Linked DNA regions of Pan troglodytes: region 1 is linked to region 2. Evidence: chromatin contacts called from public Hi-C data. All regions are on one chromosome and are shown on one strand. The core of a region is the stretch at or near the end of the contact, and the rest is flanking DNA. Distances in the headings are between cores, read along the strand shown. Region 1 has its middle 81 kb from the start of ZNF624. Region 2 has its middle 17 kb from the start of SPECC1.

Region 1 (5,133 bases), core at 2,570-5,069, 660 kb after region 2:
CAAGTGGCTGTGGTTTGTGAGACTAGGTTGTAGTGGTTTTTTTGTTGTTGTTGTTCTGTTTTTTCATTTTGTCTAAGGACTTGAAAACCTTCAGGGGAGACATGTGTTAAGATTTGTCTTCTAGTGATCTTCTTTTAAAACACAAATCAATCCTGTTAAGGAATCCATTAAATTACTATTAGTGCGAATGGACTTTTTTAGGTAGCATGGATGAATTCAATGTAAATGCAAATGTAGCATGTGGAAGAAGAGCCATTCTCATTCTATGAACATAGGACAGGGATGAGAATATATATAACCTATAGTTAATGAAAAATATATATTTCTGATTTATGTGAAATCAATTTAAGAGATTACATATATATTCTATAGATATATGATTTTCATCAGAGCACAGAGGATGAAGAAAGAAGAGAAAAGATATGAGTGGTGGCTACTAGATCCTCTTGGGGGATTATTTTTAAAAAGGCAGTTTTTGGCAATAAATGGGCACTAACACCTTCTAATAGATATCCACTGGCTTGCAGAAAAAAAAGTGTCAGAAAATTTATCATTGGAGAAAAGTCAATGTTTCCATTAGTATTAATGTGGCTAAAGATGGCTCAAGGGTAAAATTATTCAAAATACTATGCATCACAATACTGCCATCCTGTGGACTACTCTCTCTCTCACCCTATGGGGAAAGGGTGAATGAATTTCACCCTATGTGAAAGGAAAATGAATTTCTAGAGCAGCAAAACAAAATTCTTTATTTTTTTTACATAGAAATTGATTGTGTTTGCTATCAGTGATGTAATTATTTTACAAAGAAGCCCTTGAACTATGACAGAAATTCTGGATGCTCTGTCACTGTGTCAATCTCAATATATCAATCACAACGCGTGTGATTTGGGGTTAATATGAAGCAAAAACAAACTTCTCTTAGGTTAAGTATATTTTCCGAGATTTAAACTAGTTTCCTAACTTTTTTCCCCAGGTTTCCAAATTCTTAGTGTAACACCAACCAAACATCAAAAGAGATTATTAGAGTTTCAATAAAATAAATAAAATTAAAGAATAAGTTTATAATTCACATTATTCCATTACATGCATTATTAGAGAGGACATTTCATTAAAGCATGCAAGCTGCATTTTTTTAAAATTTCGACATGTAGATAGTTTAAACTAGAAGCCAGCCAACACTTTGATATAGCATAAGACAACTGGGAAATGTCAGTTGACTAAAGTGGTTATTTGAAGAAAATAAGCAAACACAATATTCTTTTTGTCTATTGATATGTGATGCTGTACTGTTATTGGGCAAACTTTTTAATTAACAGAAAACTCTAATGCTTATGATGACAAAAACATGTTCTGTAAAATAGCACTGTGTATGAAAATAGTACAAAAGGGGGAAATTAGAACTCTGACACCACAGTGTCAATGAACATCACACAGATTGAAGATCACAGTAATGAATGACCAACATCTTTAGGCTGGAAAGAGTGGGAAAAATTAAGAATTTCACGGAGATGTTATTTTCAAAAATAGACTCAATAAAATCACCAAACTCACCATTGGGTTCAGAATGTGACCAATCATCTCTTTCACTTTTATGTTACCTTTGTGGAGTTTTATTAATGGAAATGAAGAAATTTACTAGAAAAACATGATTGTAGGCACTGTTAAATTTACTTTCTCTTTGTATAATTTCATGAAAGTGACCTGAACTGCTTTGCAGCATTAGTAGGGAAAAAGATAAATATATGAAATTAAAAGGTGAGAATAAATAAAAAGTTTTTCTCTCTCCAGTGAGAAAGTGATAATCATAATGTTTACTTAAAGCTATCATCTAACCAAATCCATCAGTACACTGATTTTTTTTTAACTTGAGATTTTAATAATGCTGAAGCATTTCCGTCACCTCAGTATTAGTGCTTCCTTGTTTAAATCTCAAAGGGCCACCATCCAAGGCTGCAAATATACAAATAATAAAATTTTGGTATTTAAGAATACCCATCTTCTAATAGGACAGCCATGACAATAATAATGGCATTGATAGAAGAAAACAAGAAAATTTCAAGAAGATAAATACTAGGGAAAGTTTTTAGATTAACATGCAAGTATGATACCCTCCCTCACAAAAATCTTCATTAACACTAAGCCTGTAAATTTCATAGAATACTTCTTGAACTAGGAGAACTGGAATCACTCATCCTGTTAGAATGCAATTAATTGGACCCTCTTGAACCAGTATCTTGTGTGTTAGGAGTTCTAAATCTGTTAAGCGTCTTCAGGCACTAAACAAGATCTGAATACTAACGGGTTCATTTATTTCACTGATTACTGTATGCAGATATGAAATTCCAGGCACTGATTTTTCATTAAACCACTCTCTTAACTTGGCTCTCTCTTTTCACCTGAATCCATATGCTTGCCACGAAAATTGTAATATTGATTTTTAACATTTCCCCACAGTTCAAAAATATTGTTTGCAAAAAATCAAGGGCCTTTTCTAACAATTCATGTAATTCCTGTTATTAGCTAATGTGTAAGAGTAGGGAACAATTAAACATACTGTATACAAAATCTTACCATGCTGAATTGCACCCAAGATATTAGTTCAGTCATCCTTCAAATTACCTCACAACTAAAAAGGATCAGATACTTAAATAAAAACTTCAGGCAAGGTAGGAAAGAAGTCTTTTATCATCCCTGTATATTGCAAAAGTGTTCCATTCTCTCGAAATTCACATTATATTTATTAATGAGCAGCACATGGAAAGAAAGAAAATGAGAGAAAGAGAAAGAGAAGGAAGGAAGGAAAGAAGGAAGGAAGGAAAGAAGGAAGGAAGGAGAGAAGGAAGAGAAGAAAAGATAAAGAAGGAAAGAAGTCAGGATGGTAGGAAAGTGGGAGACAGAAAGAGAGCTAGAGCTAGAGATAAGGATGACAGAGATAAAAGAGAGAAACTCTAATGTCTTTGATATCCCCCAATTTAAAAGAGAAGGATGTGACCCCCCCCCCTCGTTTACATATAATGGAACAAGCCAAGTCTCCATTCACTACATGTGGACAGTAAGAAAACTTTCATGGGGAAAACTTTTGGGGGGAAATGAAGGTGATTTCCGAGCTGCTACTGCAGTTGTATATGACACTGACATTTATTTCCTATAATTCTTGCCCACAGGAAACACATCCTTTAAGAAACTGAATAAAATCAAGTTTGACATTCTCATAATCTGCAAGGCATCAACTTCCCTGAGAAGCTCACATTCCCCCAAGACACACACATATATGTAAGGAGCGAGACATTCAGGCGATGAGCTGTGAAAGGTACTTCCACATTGTGTGGGTGCCAAGGATTTGGTTATTCCTGAACCTGAATCCAAAAAGCGGGGGTGGGGTGTGCGATAACAAATGAGGGTGAGAAGAATGTTTGCATGAAACCAGACACCCTTTTGGAATCTAGGCTGAGAATCAGGATCCCACCCCCTTGCCTACCGCCAGGCTCCAGTAAGCAACCTCTGGCGTCCTCCCCTCTGCTCCTTCCGCAGCAGCAGACATAGGGATCCCGAGTAGCCAGTGAGCTTAGGTCCCGCCGACAGCTCCTGCCAAGCGCTTCTCTCTCGACTAGTTATCAATTGAGAAAAAAAGGATCAGAGACACACAAGGATGGTGATCAAAATCCAGTGTCAGGCACCAGGGTCCCAGAAGGTTCCAGCTCCTCTTCTGCGCCCTTACCCAGCTCTTTTCGCCTGGCAAAGGGTCACCCAGGGAGCCCCCAGCAGCAGATCCTTCCCTTTTATAGCACCAATCTTCGCCGCCACTGCCACACTGCGCGCCCGCTATCCACTCACCGCACACCGAGAAGGCCTGGCGGAGACAGCGCAGGGGGAGGAGGGTGGATTAAAAGGATAGATTTTTGGAAGGGTAAGGGAGAAAAACTGATGTTGTAACCACACACAGGACTGAGAAGAAACCAAAACAAGTTGTAGCTTCAGGAGCGGGGAGGACGCTTTCGCCAGCTCAAAAAAAAAAAAAAAAAAAAAATCATCCCCCACCAAAATCAGGGGGAGGAAGCTTTCTGCTCCTTGAGCGATCACCGAGCGCACCTCGCAATCTCTGATCTTCGAACCCACTGAAAAAGCACAAGGCATGGGGAGTCCTGTTGGTTCACGCCCCGGGTGCGAATACCAAAAGCAACTCCCGCGGGAAAGCCTGCAGGAAACTCGAGACAAAGAGAGGCAAACGCAACGCTGGGAAGAGCCAGGGGTGCTGCCGTCTGCAAAAGCAGAGACGCGTCTCCCTTCGGGCAAAATGACTGCTACAAAGTCTGTTCCCTCCTGCGCAGGGACAGAGACATTTAAAGGCCTGAACGGACGTCAGCACCAGTAGAGCTCGCTGGGTGAGCGCCAGGTCTCCCCGCCCCAAGGATAGCGCGCACAGGGCGATCTGCTGCTCGCGAGGTAGAAAGTGGCTTACTTGGGGAGAAAACAGAGCCGGTGGCGCTGCTGAGTGTCAAACCCTGGAGCCCATCGTCAAGACGTTATACTGGCGGCAGTTCTGCTGTGAGTGCACTTGCCAGAGCTGCGTGGAGAGGTCTGGCCACTCTGTGCGCGCGCACCCAATATTGGCTTACCAAGGAACTCAACACCTGGTTTTTAGAAAAAAACACTTTTCTCTTTAGCTCTAGTTTGAGTCAGTATTCTGATTCGTTTCTCAAAGTTAGTTGAAATCCATCAAGATGTCTTTTACAAGAAAGGGATTAGACTTTCCCGTTCTTGAAATTCCAATCAAGATAATACTTAATCTTTCCTTAAGCCCCACTGTCTACTTCCTAACTCAGAGTCACAATGGATGAAAGTATTCAAGTGTCTTCAAACGACCATTACCCTGCATTCTAAGACGATTTGCATACTTTGACGCCCTTTAGTAACTGCAAATTATATTTTTTCAAGTTTGTTTGCCAGCTGGCTTCAGATCAGGTTCAGTCAATGAAAACTGGAGTGTAGGAAATCGGCCGGTGCCCAAAGGGTAACAGCTAGGTTGTTCCTCCTCCTTTGCCTCTGCTATGGGTGACATCTACACCATTGCCTGTCCTCTAAATGGTTCTAGTTTCCATCAGGGAACGCTGGCTCCTTGTCTTTAGTAGC
Region 2 (4,651 bases), core at 1,988-4,487:
GGTCATGGTCTGCGGACAGACCCCTGCAGCTAATGCCCTCAAATATGAGGAGCAATACCTCAGCCATGCCCAGCTATCTTTTATTTTTTGTAGAGATGGGGTCTCCCTATATTGCCCAGGGTGGTCTTGACCTCTTGGCCTCAAGTGATCCTCCCACTTTGGCCTCTCAAAGTGCTGGAATTACAGGCGTGAGCTACGATGCTCAGCCCTCTGCTTTTAATTCCTGCTTTTATATAGCCAGAAGTGGAATTGCTGGATCATATGGTAATTCTATGTTTAGGTTTTTGAGAAACTGCCAAACTGTTTTCCATAGTGGTTGCACCAACAGTGTATTCCCACCAATGATGCACAAGGGTTCTGATTTTTCCACCACTTATTTTCTCACCAACATTTGTTACTTGTTTTTGTTTTTTTTTAAATAATAGCATCCTAATGAATATTAGAAGGGGTATCTCATTGTCATTTTAATTTGCTTTTTCTTCATTGTTGGTGATGTTGAGCATCTTTTCATGCATTTATTGGCCATTTATAATCTTTGGAGAATTGTCTATTAAAGTCCTTTGCTAAGGCTGTTACTCTTAAGAGCTGAGTTTGTCCTTTCTCCAGGGCTGCTATATCAGTAGTGATAGGCTAGGTTATCCTGCAGTAATGAAAAACTCTGCTATCTTAGTCACTTAAGACAACAAAGTGTATTTCTCACTAACAAGTCTACAAAGGGTCTTTCTCATTGTGGCGTTCCAGGTAACAGGTTGACAGTGACTACATATCCACCACATGTGCTTCCCCTGCTACCACATCACTGGGAAGGGGACATGTCACAGCATGCACTAGGTCTCAGAGCTCACTGCCAGTTACCAAAACAAGCCACACAGCTATGCTAACTTCAAAGTAACTTCAAAGGTGAAACTTAAAGGAAGCAGGGAAATGTCATCCTACCCCGAGCCTGGAAAACTAAGAAAGTGTGTTCCTGGACAGCTCTAATGAGCTCACATCTGCCTACACACTTCCTGTCACCTCTTTCTCCAGCCTCATCTGGGGGTTGGGCTGGAGTTGGGACCCTGAAGCAGAGCCATGTTAATCCTTACCAGAATCTCGTTTCTTCCTTGGCTACCAATCTTTGAAGTTTATTGCATAAGATTATATCCCCTTCTTTGGTTGCCACAGAATTTTTAGCCATTTCCTCCTATATTTTGGTAACTTTAGTACATTTCAGATGAGGAAGATTTTGGGCCCTGCTTTATCTTCCTTTTTTTTTTTTTTTTTTTGGAAACAGAGCCTCTCTGTCTCAAATAAACAAACAAAAACAAAACAAAAACTCCACTCACCTGGGCTGGAGTGCAGTGGCACAATCTCGGCTCACTGCAGCCCCGACCTCCCGGGTTCAAGCGATTCTCCCGCCTCAGCCTCTTGAGTAGCTGGGATTACAGGCGGTGCCACCACACCCGGCTACTTTTTATATTTTTAGTAAAGACGGGGTTTCACCACGTTGGCCAGGCTGGTCTCAAACTCCTGACCTCAAGTGTTCCGCCGCGTTGGCCTCCCATAGTGCCAGGATTACAGGCATGAGCCATCGCGCCCGACCCTCTCGCTCAATTTTAATAGAAACACTGCAAAGCCAAGGTTTCTGTGTAAGTTCTATCAACTCCTGACCAAGAAACCTATTTAAAAGAAACGCACAGTTGACATTCATTAAATGTTTATTGTGTAACAGGCTCCGAACTTGTCGTTTACATTCATGATCTCGTTTAACCCTCACCGCAAACCCATGAGGTAAGTACCTTTTACCCATTTTGTACGTGGGGAAACTATGGCTGAGATCCAAGGCTGAATGCCTGGTGAGCACTGTAGCCTGTGTTCCAGCAGAGCCTATCCAACTCCAGGGCTGGCCCTGCTCCAGAATAAGCAGAAAGGACCTCCAACATTGTGCTGGGCATTAAGGATGACTTGGTTTGGCCTGACTGACGCTCTGCTCTGGATTCCTCTCCACTTTCTTTTTCTTTTTTTTCCCCCCCACAGCACCCATGTTTTAAAATTTATTTTGAGACCAAGTTATGAGACTGGCTAATTTCTGTATGCTTTGGTAGAGACAGGGGTCTCGCCATATTGCCCAGGCTGGTCTCGAACTCCTGGTCTCAAGCGATCCACCGCCTCGGCCTCCGGAATAGTTGGGACTACAGGCGTGAGCCCTGCACCCGGCCCAAAGTCTCTTTAGTAAGAGGGTAGGATCGGGCCTAGCTTTTGCAGCCGCGCTGGCCCTTTGGCCTCTGGGGCTCTCAAACTCCCAGCCCTCGGGGGAGACACAGGGCTTAGTGGCTGTGCGGGCTTCCCCAGGCCTGGGGGAAAAGCGGGTCCACCTCTGGCCCTGGCGAGGACCCAAGACCTGGACGGGGGCCATGGCGTGGGGGAGGCCAGGACATCCGCGGAAGGCGGGGACCTCGCCCGGACGCCGCACGCAGCTGTGGCCCCTCCATGCCACCCGTCCTGGGCCCCATAGCCATGGCTGTTTTGTTTTCCCAGCCAAGGAGCTTCATCTTCCAGACGACGCGGGAAAGGGACGGGGCTTGGCGGGACCCGGAAAGAGCCTCTTCGACTGGAGCGGGCAGTGGCGAAGCCGGCTAGTGAGGGCGGAGCCCTGGGCGGCGGGATCCACAGGCCGCAGACATCCCGACCCCCGGCTCCCGGCGCCGGTCCTTCCGGTCCCAGGGCACCCCCTGCTGGCTAGGTGCGGAAAGCCCCTCCACTTTCCCGTGTCTGGCCAACACTTGACAGTCAAGTGGAAAATGTAGGCTCTAGTTTGTAAATAGATCCATGTTAAACCTATCCTTGAATTTGTATTCTGATCTTTTAGTTATTAATTCCCATGTAAAACAGGTTTTAACTGGGATTAGGCTTTAGTGTGGTCTTTGGCGGTCTCAGGATCCCTGGAAACGTGTGGCATGTGCATTTCTTAGAGTGTCTGTTGTTTCATCACATCTTAAAATGAGTCCATGACCCAAAGTATTAATTGCTAGCATAAAACATCTAAATGTTTTTGTTCAAAACTCCAAGGAATTCTGCTTTATTCTGTTAAAAGCAGCCTCCAGTTTGAGGCTCAATTTCTGCGCACACAGTTCGGTACTACATATATCCTCTAGGTGGCAGCATAACCCTCAATATAAAAACCCATTCTGAGCCCCGCGCGGTGGCGCGCCTGGAATCCCAGCTGCAGCTACTCTGGAGGATCGCTAGAGCCCAAGAGCTGATGCAATGCGCCAGGACTGCACCTGTGAACAGCCACTGGCACTCCAGCCTGGGCAGCAGCGAGACCCCGTCAATAAACAAACAAACCACCCGATTAGGCGCGGTGGCTCACTTCTGTAATCCCAGCACTTTGGGAGGCCCAGGCGGGTGGATGGCTTAAGCCCAGGAGCTCGAGACCAGCCTGGGCAGCATATAGAGACCTCATCTCTACAAAGAATTAAAAAATTAGCTGGACATGGTGGCACGCGCCTGTGGTCCCAGCTACTCGGGAGGCTGAGGTGGGAGGGCCACCTGAGCCCAGTTTGGAGGCTGCAGTGAGCCGCAATCGCATCACTGCACTCCAGCCTGGGCAACAGAGCCATACTGTCTCAAAAATAAATAAGTAAATAAATAAATAAAACATAAAAACTATTTTGGGATCCTGACCCTGTGGTCTTTGAACTTCTCTCTTTTCTTTCTTTTTTTTTTCTTCTTCCTTCCTTCCTTTTCTTTTTCTTTCTTTCTTTCTTCCTTCTCTTTCTTTCTTTCTTTCTTTTCTTTTCTTCTTTCCCTTTTTTCCTTCTTTTTGAGAGAGGGTCTCATTGTCACCCAGGGTAGAGTGAGAGGCACTATTACTGCAGCCTTGAACTCCTGGGCTCAAGCGATCTTCTTACCTCAGCCTCCCGAGTAGCTAGGACTACAGCTGCATGCCAGCACACCTGACAATTAATTTTTTTTTTTGAGACGGAGTCTCGCTCTCTCCCAGTCTGGAGTGCAGTGGCGCAATCTCGGCTCACTGCAAGCTCCGCCTCCCGGGTTCACGCCATTCTCCGGCCTCAGCCTCCCGAGTAGCTGGGACTACAGGCGCCCACCACCACGCCCGGTTAATTTTTTGTATTTTTTAGTAGAGATGGGGTTTCACCGTGTTAGCCAGGATGGTCTCCATCTCCTGACTTCGTGATCCACCTGCCTCGGCCTCCCAGAGTGCTGGGATTACAGGCGTGAGCCACTGCGTCTGGCCAAAAAAAATTTTTTTTTTATAGAGACAGGGTCTCGCTATGTTGCTCAGGCTGGTCTCAAACTCCTGGGCTAAGGCACCCTCTCGCTTCAGCCTCCCAAAGTGTTGGGATTACAGATGTGAGCCACCAGGCCTGGCCTGGCCTGAATTTTCTTTTTTCTTTTTTTTTTTTCTTTCTTTTTTTCTTTTCTTTCTTTTTTTCTTTTTTTTTTGAGACAGAGTCTTGCTCTGTCTCCCAGGCTGGAGTGCAGTGGCCTGCTCTCACTCGCTGCAACCTCCCCCTCCCGGATTCAAGCAATTCTCCTGCCTCAGCCTCCCGAGTAGCTGGGATTATAGGCATGCGCCACCATGCCCGGCTAATTTTTGTGTTTTTAGTAGAGACGGGGTTTCACCATGTTGGCCAGGCTGGTTTCG

The links. A called contact is a pair of places that touch in the nucleus more often than the background predicts.
Region 1: a contact with region 2 is called in a Hi-C map of stem cell-derived neural progenitor cells, with 6 times the contacts expected there. The contact joins two enhancer-like sites. A contact is called at or near these places in 1 of 7 Hi-C or Micro-C datasets (stem cell-derived neural progenitor cells) and 1 of 1 datasets of contacts at active chromatin or transcription factors (stem cell-derived excitatory neurons).

The regions. Positions count from the first base shown.
Region 1 is chr19:53,254,237-53,259,369 of NHGRI_mPanTro3-v2.0_pri, forward strand. It overlaps the pseudogene CCDC144A. Among named protein-coding and RNA genes, the nearest start is that of ZNF624, 81 kb to the right of the region's middle. Within about 2 kb of position 3,820, at least 12 of the 24 cell types and tissues checked have an H3K27ac peak or open chromatin away from gene starts, as enhancers often do. A contact at or near this core is called in stem cell-derived excitatory neurons and stem cell-derived neural progenitor cells, where this site is marked.
Region 2 is chr19:52,590,479-52,595,129 of NHGRI_mPanTro3-v2.0_pri, forward strand. No RefSeq gene overlaps it. Among named protein-coding and RNA genes, the nearest start is that of SPECC1, 17 kb to the right of the region's middle. Within about 2 kb of position 3,238, at least 14 of the 24 cell types and tissues checked have an H3K27ac peak or open chromatin away from gene starts, as enhancers often do. A contact at or near this core is called in stem cell-derived excitatory neurons and stem cell-derived neural progenitor cells, where this site is marked.